Regions from separate parts of the Triticum aestivum genome. Here region 1 is linked to region 2. Evidence: chromatin contacts called from public Hi-C data. All regions are on one chromosome and are shown on one strand. The core of a region is the stretch at or near the end of the contact, and the rest is flanking DNA. Distances in the headings are between cores, read along the strand shown.

Evidence for each region. Hi-C and Micro-C count contacts between places; a contact is called where the count stands out from the background.
Region 1: a Hi-C map of leaf shows a contact between it and region 2, with 4 times the contacts expected there. The contact joins the promoter of LOC123190207 here to the promoter of LOC123190205 in region 2. A contact is called at or near these places in 3 of 5 Hi-C or Micro-C datasets (all in leaf).

The regions. Positions count from the first base shown.
Region 1 is chr2A:682,564,192-682,569,094 of IWGSC CS RefSeq v2.1, forward strand. It overlaps LOC123190207 (translation initiation factor IF-2), which reads left to right and starts at 2,199. Exons shown (of 3, transcript XM_044602804.1): 1 at 2,199-2,981; 2 at 3,189-4,148; 3 at 4,283-4,543. The coding sequence starts at 2,888. The coding sequence ends at 4,314. It overlaps LOC123190206 (ribosome maturation protein SBDS), which reads left to right. Exons shown (of 4, transcript XM_044602803.1): 3 at 708-881; 4 at 1,265-2,133. The coding sequence ends at 1,717.
Region 2 is chr2A:682,433,325-682,438,459 of IWGSC CS RefSeq v2.1, forward strand. It overlaps LOC123190205 (36.4 kDa proline-rich protein), which reads right to left and starts at 2,453. Exons shown (of 1, transcript XM_044602802.1): 1 at 1,496-2,453. The coding sequence starts at 2,364. The coding sequence ends at 1,870.

The DNA of each region.
Region 1 (4,903 bases), core at 949-3,448, 130 kb after region 2:
GAAATGTTGCTTTAGGCCAAATTATTGTACACATTACAAACAGCCCACCTTCTGATTCCTGTATTACAGGAGTATTAGGAAGTTGCCATGCTAGCTTAGAATATTTTGCTTGAAGTGATGATATCTTACTGTACGCAATCTAATTATCTGCATTGGTCCCAATTGGAAGAAATTGAGTATTGATGTCATGTACAAGTCCTTGCCAAGACAGCAACTTCAGTCGCAAGTATGTGCATATGAATAATCTTTCCGGAGATATTCATTCATATTACATACTCCCTCCGTCCGGAAAAACTTGTAATATGAATAATCTTTCTGGAGATATTCACTCATATTCCACACTGTAGATGCTATTCTGTTTGTTATGCACCTGGCATTGTCTATCAGTTTTGTCGGATCTGTCTTTGTTTTTCTTTTCAACCGATGGCCATTGTTTGGGCTACCCTAGTTAACCTCTTTTTGGATGGAGTCACTCAATGCCAGTACCTTGCACTGCCATAATGTGATAAAAATACTCAAGGAATTAGGAATTCTTTGTGACAGTACTGATGGTACCTGTGTTTATGCTTTTACCTTGGTTATTATTACCTGCGCTTGGGACAATGTGACGGAGGTCGTAATATACTAATATTGTTATAGTACATCTGTGTAGACTTGTTATCTACTCCCGTTTCCTTTTTTAATTTGTATCTTCATCCATATTTCAGGCACTGAAAGTTATTAAGAAGCTAATTGAGAACCCTAAATACCGTATAAAGCGTGCACCATTGACAGTGCGATTCATTGCACCTAAGTCCAATCTTTCTGGCCTTATGGAGAAGCTTGATGGGTGGAATGCAATTGTTCTTTCAAAGGATGAATCTGCCGATCAGTCTTCCATTGTAAGTCTTTTAGATTATCTTTTCCAAGCTGTTAATGTGTTGCCTGATTATGATTTCTATCATGTGAGTTCCCCCATTGAACTTGTGTTTCGTAAGTTATAATAGGATGCTGTACTCATTCTGGTCCCCCCAAAAATGCTATACAGCTGGTGAATGGTTTATGCTATCATTTAGTGGGAGTTCTATTACTGAGAAGCTTGCCCGTTTTCTCCTTTTGTACCTTTCAGTCACAATGATCTCAACATTCAAGTCTACTTAGGCTGCTTTGTGTTCCTCTCCTTTGTGACACTGATGCAATTATTGTCCAAATTCATGATATCTTCATGTCATGTTTCACCCTATTAGTTGGTGTACTATACTTAATTCCGAATAACATATTGCAGGTATGTGAGATTGAACCATCTGTTCTGCACTCGTGTGAAGAGAAACTGAAGGACGTGCAAGGGAGGGTGGAAGTACTCTCGGTGTCGGCACACAAAGAAAGTGGCTCTTCTACAGATCAATATGACAATGTCGAGGACAATGTGGAGAAGGCACAGCCCGTGCCTGCGAAGGAGTCTGGTGCTGTTGCTCAGCTAAGTGAGACCATGCAGAAACAGAGCCTTTCGAGTGAAGTGGAAAGCCAGGGCCAGGCACCAGGCAAGCCGCAGAAAAGATGCAAAGAATGTGACATATTCATGGAGGACAAGCTGTACAGAGACCACTGCAAGTCCGGGTGGCACAAGCACAACTACACACGCCACAAGAATGGGCTTCCTCCGCTCAGCCAGGAGGAGTGCTTAATGGAAATGGAGATGGCAGATTCCCAGAGGGGTCTGAAGGACTACGATTTCTGAGGTGGGTTTTGTCTAGAACTCCCTGTCACCATGCCTTTGAGGCCGAGAAATGGCATGCACAGGCCATGAATTTTGCAGCCTTGTTGTTTCCGTGGACATGGTCATCATTTGGTAAATGCTGGTATGAAGTGGGGAACGAGTTTTGCGAGACGCTAGCAAGTTTATAAAATGTAATCGGGTTACATCGTGTGAATGTGAACTGTGAAGGTAGTAGAACCTGGCTCATGTGTATTTGGCTGAGTAAACCTGTGGCAGCTCTGATGTTTGCGGCATGAACTGTAACGTGATGCTATATGGTACGGTCTTGAGTACGCGCCTGTTATGGAGGTGAACCAACTTAATGCAACATATGTATATCGATTTTGCAACTTGATGTTGCTTGGGTACTGATATATGAATTCCGGGGTTGTTGTTTATTATTGGCTGTTGGCCTGCTGTAGGTGAAAAGAAAAGGCAGATACAGCAGGTATCAGCCAGTTGTTTGGTGCGTTGATAAGGCATGTAAAAGGCGTGCAAAATGATCACATATCGCACTAGGAAAGATGATCACATCCACTGATCAGAAGCAAAGTAGAGAGTAGGACGTGAAAGAGAGCAGCGATGTATAGTTTCTTGTAACACCTGAAGTCATGAGTAGATACCTCTGCTCTGTCCATGTTCGCTGACGATGAGAAACACTGCGCGCTTTCCTTTCCTTTCCTTGAGCAAGCGGAGAAAGGGCAGACAGCCTTGTGTCTTGTGTGGTGGCATCAGCTCAGTTGGCCTGGTCGTTTGCCCCGGTGGCAAGCTAAGCACAGATACCAAAACTGAGCGGCAAGAAAGGCAGAAGAAGCACACTAGTAGGATGCAAGTGACGGGGACGCTTCCTGGAGAAAGCGAAAAGAGTTGGCTCAACAGCAGGCAGGATCATCGTCGCCACGCCACCACACCTCACTTACATCTACTACATGGATCATCGATCTGCCCTTTTTCCTCTTTCTGCCGCCGGCTTTTCCACTGCTTTCTTCTCCTCTTACCGATGGCCGCTTCCACCTCCGATCCACGCTTCCTCTTCTTCAGCTATAATATAACAAGCGCCTGCTCCTCCTCGAGTGGTGCAGTAGACAGTAGTAGTGGCTACCGGTGTCAGTAGAGGGCAGAGCAAGCAACCGACCGTGGTGAGTGGTGACCATGGCGCGCAACTGCAGAATCAGCAGCTTGCCGCCGCCGCCGTCGATGCTCTTCTTCTTCCTGCTCCTCATGCTCTGTACCACCTCGCACTGCGGTAAGCTCACTGCTCCCAGCCCATCCAGTGAACCAAGATACTGTAACGGCGTCTTTTAAAAAAAATCCTTATTCGTTTCTTCTCTTCTGCGTTTGAGTGGTGTCACTGGAGTGAACACAGTGTCGGATCTCAGTGACCAGCTCTCGCTAACCTGTCTGTTAACCTGCATTGTGCTCACTAATTGGAGTCTTTGTGTTGGTGGAGCAGAGGCGAGAGCTCTGAGGCAGAGCAAGAGGAACTCGCTGATGAGCGTGCTCTTCAAGCTCAACTTCGCCAGGGCGGTGGAGCCGACGCAGCCGCCGCCCCCTCCCTCGTCGCTCGATGCCAGCGCTGGCAGCGACGCCGCGAGCGCGAGTCTCGCCGCCGTCGATGCCCCGTTCTGCGTCAACCCTCCTGACGCTCCCCCCTCGTCGTCGTCCACGCCCCCCTTCACCTCCACGGCGCCCTCCTCCACCACCCCGTCCGTGCCGGACCAGCTGCCGCCCATCACCCCCGTCCCGCCCTCCTTCGAGCCCAGCCCGCCGGCCGACGGCGGTGGCGCCACCCCGGGCTCCAGTCCGGGGCTGGGCACGCCGGCGTCCACGCCCACGCCCATCAACCCGCCGCAGTTCGCCCCGAGCCCGCCTGGGACGGCGCCGCCCAGCCCGATCGTCGTTGTGCCGAGCCCGCCCGACGAATTCGGCCCAGGCTCGGGCGGCGGAGGACAGGGAGGAGGCGTAGGAGGAGGGGGCGGTGGTGGAGGAGAGGGAGGAGGTGGTGGTGGTGGAGGAGGAGAAGGAGGAGGAGGAGGAGGCGGAGGCGTAGGAGGAGGAGGAGGAGGCGGTCTAGGAGAAGGAGGAGGTGGCGGAGGGGGAGGAGGCGGCGGGTTCATGCCGCCGATCATCTACCCGCCGCCGCTGGCCCCTCCGATGGCGCCGGGGTCCGGGCAGGCGCTGTGGTGCGTGGCGAAGCCGACAGTGCCGGACCCGATCCTCCAGGAGGCCATGGACTACGCGTGCGGCTCCGGCGCCGAGTGCCGGTCCATCCAGCCGTCCGGCGCCTGCTCCCAGCCGGACACCGTGCTGGCCCACGCCTCCTACGCCTTCAACAGCTACTGGCAGATGACCCGGGCCAACGGCGGCACCTGCGACTTCGGCGGCACCGCCACCATCGTCACCAGCGACCCAAGTAAGTCCTCAAACCTCGACTGACCGAAAGCTCCATCCACCCATCCATGCTATGCCATGCCACTGCCATGCATAAATCCTCATGATCGATCTTGATTTCTTACCATGGGTTTCTGTCCGTCATGATCTCTGCAGGCTACGACAGTTGCGCGTTCAACCTTGTATGAGGCTGCAGATCGATGAGCCAATTTTCTGTTCCATTTGTTTCGAGGCCACGCAGCACCGCAGGCTTAGTAAGGAGTAGCTGAGATTAGTGTGATTTTGATTCTGGCAAGACTGCTGATACCGTGTAAAGGCGATTCCTTGACATGTGCATTATACTAGTAGCTTCTTGGGCAGGAAGATGCTTAATCGTGCGTGCCCCTCTTGTAACTTTAAACCTTCTTGACCAAATTAGTTTAGTTTAAGCCAATGATGTATGCCTAACTTGGTGTTCACGCTAACCCAGTTAGTAGCACTAGGAAAGTTGGATTCTGTCCGATCACGCACGAGCTCGACTCTTTGTTCCACACTTGATCCAACTAAGCATCTCCAGACAAACATAGTACTCCCTCCGTAAAGAAATATAAGACCGTTTAGATCACCGAAGTAGTCATCTAAACGCTCTTATATTTCTTTACAAGATAGTACTACGTGATAACTAAGATTGAGAAGGATATATATAGACACAAGAACCCAGTGAAACAGCTCCATATTGACAGGACAAAATGCAGGAAATGCACTTTAGCTAGCTACCGGAGCACTGACAAATTACAA
Region 2 (5,135 bases), core at 1,203-3,702:
TGCGCACGTTATGTGATTTATGCGTGCATGCCTGTGTTGCATTCAGTTCATATGTGTGCATGGACGTTCAGGTCTGTCTCCTGTATGGCTGTATCTACATGCCCGGTCTCATTGAAAGGAAAAGTTTGATAAATCAATTCTCCATGCCCTTTAAACCTTTTCTTGGGGGAAACAGATGGTGATCCCTCCTAATTTAGCTGGCGGGTGTTCTTCAAAATATCGGGTTTCTTCCTTTAACCTCCCATAACAAGGTGTGAGCAAATCCCATGATAAGATTGATTTTTATTTTGTGGGTGAATAATGTATTACTCAACTCAAGAAGTTCATACAATCAATTGTAGCAAGCTCCATAGCAGCTGTAGGACCCGAACCGATCCAAGTCATAGTTCTACCTTCTAAACGAGCAAATCTAGCTATGTTATCACTGACTCTATTTTGGTTATGATTAACACGAGTAATACATGAATCGCGAATAGTCATGAGATATCTAATCTCCTTAATGAGCGATGAATAAACCGATCTATCCACCTCCTTTGCCTGGATCAAATTTACTGCAACAATAGAGTCCATCTTAATATCAATAGGAAGCTCACTTCTCTGGATCAAAAACAACAACCCCTTCATACATGCACATAATTCGGCTTCAAGAGCATCTCGACATGATAACCTGCTCCCTCCGGAAAATAGGACTGATAATCTGCACTTGAACTCTAGACCGTTCAGAAACAGGTGAAAACGCCCTCTTGTGATCCCACCCTAGATCAACGTCATGGCTTCATTCAGAAAAATGAAAAAAACCGACGAAAAAAAAACCCGTCATGGCTTGTGGTCGATGCGACATCTGTGTGTTCATGGATGTTTCACTGCAATGAGTCGTGACAGCTGCATATGAATCCATATTGTCTCCTGTCATCATTTTTCTTGTCTAGGGCCTCTTTGGGCCGTAAGATATTCACGAAAAGTTTTGAGGATTCCAATCTTTTTACCCGGTAGCAATCCATAGGATATGATATCTGAATCCTGCTTTTGTCATTATTCTGTTTTTAGTTTTTACTGCAAACTTGGTCATATTTTATGTTTTCTAGTTCTTTTCGTTCCAATCCAAAGAGGCCCCCGATGGCACGAACGCCAGAAATATTGATACCAGCGTCATTGACTCGGCCATGAGACCAGCCTATCAAGTGGTGAAAAGTATAAATATGATCATCTAGAGTCAGAGGATGACTTGTCATGCCGAGGAGGATTTGGAGTCAAAAATGCTAGACATACAAAGATTTATAAGCTTTTACAAGCTCTTTTCATCTAACAACCAATCACAAACCTCCCCCCCTCCCCTCCGATTTTCAAGGGGGTAGGCCGTCCCGCTCACTTGTTGACCAATAAAAACTAACCCATCTGTAAAAGCCTGTAAACTGTTTGTACGTGTAGCATTGCCGATTTGGAGTCGTAAAATTTTCCACAAAAAGGAAGACATGCATACATGCGAGAAGCTCCATACACATTACAATCACTTTATATATTATTCATAACTGTCAAAAAGAATGCTACACACCCAACATCACAACTCGCATGTATATTTGCACTTATGCACGATACAGTATATACTACTTGATACACATTTACACAACCGCATGTTCGCCGCTCCACACTGAAAGATAGTCAGAGCTAGCTGCCCATGCATGTATGTGTTATAGAGATTACACATGACATGTGTCATGCATGTATGTATGACCAAACATGCAGACACTCCGTATACGTACTTACCTTGAAAAGGCGCTAGCTCCATGCACGCGGGCATGCATGAGGATGCAGGTGGTGGTACAGTGGTATCTGGTATGTATGTAGGTGCTAATCGATGGAGGCCGGCGATCATGAAGGGCACTGGAACGAGGACGGCACGTGCTTGCCGCACTGGTTGACGAGCACCGAGATGGCGACGGGGAGCACGAGCTTGACGTTCAGCGCCTTGGCCTTGATGGTGGTGCAGAGGCAGAGCGCGGCGTCGAGGTCGGCCACGCCGGACAGCAGCGGGCAGCAGGTCTCGCTGGCGTTGGCGCCCACCACCGCGTGCACCAGCCCGTTGAGCGCGTCCACGCACGCCACCAGCTTCAGCACGTCCACGGGGCACTTGCCCGTCGGCGACGACGGCGCCGGAGGGCTAGGCGTCGCCGGCGTCGGGGGCGTCGGCGCGGGGGAGTACGGCGGCGGAGGGCACGGCACCGACGACGGCGGGGGCGGGGGCTTCACCTTCGGCGGCGGCGGCGGGGGAGGCGTCGTCGGGGTCGGGCAGCTGGGGCACGCCGACGAGGGCACGGACAGCACGGAGAGCAGCGCCACCAGCACGAGCGGCGCAATGCGGGCCATGGTGCCTGGCTAGCTAGCTTCGAGTTTGAAGTGCTCTAGCTTCTTGCTCTTGGCTAGCCTGCGCTGCGCTGGTCTGAGGGAAGAAGATGAAGCGGGGCGTGCTTATATAGGCGAGCGTGAGGTCGTGGTGCGACGGACGAACTGCTGGTGTGCGTCGGTCGCGGCTCGGTGGACACGGCGAAGTGTCGCGTACGCCTCAGTAGTCAGTACCCAGTCGTACACTGGCAGCGAGATTGTGGCTGGCGTGGACTCGGATGAATCCATCGACGGCCGCTTCTGACGACCAAGGTCTCCGTCGTTTTGTTCCTGGAATCATGCGTGTGTGGAAGATCGCCGATCGTGTGGTGCCTGCGTCTGCATGTCGCGGTTAAATCGGCAGACTCTGCCGAGCCAAGCCGTTTCAACCGTCGCACGCTAGTCGTTACATAGCCTCTGCTTTTTTTTTCTTAAAGGAGAGATGAAACCTTCCCATTTTTGGGTTGATTAAGGAGAAATTTGCCGTCCGTTTAATCTGAGAAAAACATGATGACAGTGGCACAAACTTGAAGGTCGCATCACCGAGAAGATCAATTTTTCACATATAAGTGGCTTTATCAGCACCCATGGCACCATGACTCAACGACTCCGACTTCACTGCGGACAAAGCGCCGTCATGCGGATCATCTCTAGGCATGCACCAAGTCCATGCATCCTGATACACTACGGACCACGGCATCCATCGATGAAGAGGCAACTCGGGTTTCGGTGGCTTGACTTGCAACTTGACATCGTTGCCGCACTTTAATTTGTTGCCCCTCGACACATCACCTCCGACTTCATCGCATCTTGGTGAATTGATGAGCCAAAACATTCAATCATAAGGGCGGAATACTAACATAAATATTGCGCAACATGATGCCCATCAATGTCCCTCATATGTAACTGTTGTCTCGGCACAACTTACACCACCCAAGCTCTGCTCTTGGGCATGACAAGGAAGAGTCATCGTCCAACCATATGCCGATCTCATTACCTTTCTTTTCTTCAAATGTAGTCATCCTCAATCTCAAGTGTCGGTAATGCCATAGGCTCGATGACACTGGAGACCAAAGAAGGAGACCTCACCAGAGTTAGGTGTTTGGGTTATGGGTGGTTAGTGTGATGCGTATCTGAATGGATTGAGTGTTTAGATGAAAGGCTTGATCCCGCCGCAAGTAACATAAATGACAAACTAGAGGCAAGATTATGCATAACATATGCGCCCATGTTGGCGGAAATGAGGCTATATTAAGGAGGTTGGAGGAAGATGAAGAAAATATTATTTGAGGAAAGAAATAATCTGAGCTGCCGGCAATCTCTTATCTTTAACGAAGCATGTTATGTTTCTCTTTGGATGAAATACATCCACAACCATCGAACTTGTGGAGTAGGTGCAATCTAGTCCTCAAACTCAGGAAATGCTCCACTTTGCTCCTCAAACATGCTAAAAATGGTCCCCGCAGGGTGATTTGTACATTTCTCATACTTGTGTAGTTGACCTGTGGCGTTTCTCTATTTTCTCTCACCGTCCGCGATAGAAAGCCAACACTCTCTTTTCCCTCACTATACATGTCAGAATGTATTGCTTTGTATTTATTTGGGAAAAGATTCCCAACCTTATACACAAAAAGGTTGCGCCAATATCCATCATCCAATCAATGGTGGATGTTTGACCGCTACATACTCGTGCAGCTAGAATCTCCACTACTGCTATTTATGATATCCCCAAACCCCTAAGTTTTTATCGATTTCTCCATATTCCTAATATGATAGCAGTATAACTTAGTCCTTTTTTGCGAATGAGTATAACTTAAAGTCTTGAATTGATGCAATTTTCTTATTAGTTTGTGGTATAGTGATACGAAACAAGAAGATGTTATTCATCACTAGGTCACTAACCAGTTGATAATCTCTGAAAAGAAAGGAAAACAACCGCAGTCTACAGAAAAGAGGACTAAGTTCTTGCCACGTTTTATCTAGTTTGTCAAGCATGAAGAACTAAATCTAGATCCTTACATATTGTGTAGTCTAGATATATTTTCTTTATGCTTTTGCATGTGGTATTCTTTTAACAGTTATAAGTTGTTTGTTTTTGGCCTGGGTCTTACTTTGATCATAGCTCCACCGCTGTTCATACATACGTTTGTACGTACTCTCTCTGTTTCAAAATAAGTCACTAGTAGAAAACAGGGCTTTGGTCCAGGCCGGGTCAGCCCATTAGTCCCGGTTCAGTCCAGAACCGGGACCAATGTGGGCATTGGTCCCGGTTCGTGAGCCCAGGGGGCCGGCCGGGCCACGTGGGCCATTGGTCCCGGTTCATCTGGACCTTTTGGTCCCGGTTGGTGGGATGAACCGGGACCAATGGGCCTCGCTCCTGGCCCATCATCATTGGTCCCGGTTGGTGGCTTGAACCGGGACCAAAGGCTCCCCTTTAGTCCCGGCTCATGTCACCAACCGGGACCAATGAGGTGCCTATATATACCCCTCGCTCGCGAGCAGAGCACTCCAGTGCTCTGTTTTTCTCTGGCCGAGGGGGAGAGGGCTTGGTGGTGCTCTAGCTCACCTCCTATGCACACAAGGTGTTCGATGGAATGCCCGAGCCACACTACTTAAGCTTTCTCCTCTCCAAGCTCGACCTCCAAGCTCCATTTTCCATAATATTTGTCTAGGTTTAGCGGTCCGTCACGCCCCGTCCCCGTCTTCACCGCCGTCGATCACCCGCGCCGAGCTCATCGCCGGCACCACCGTGGTGA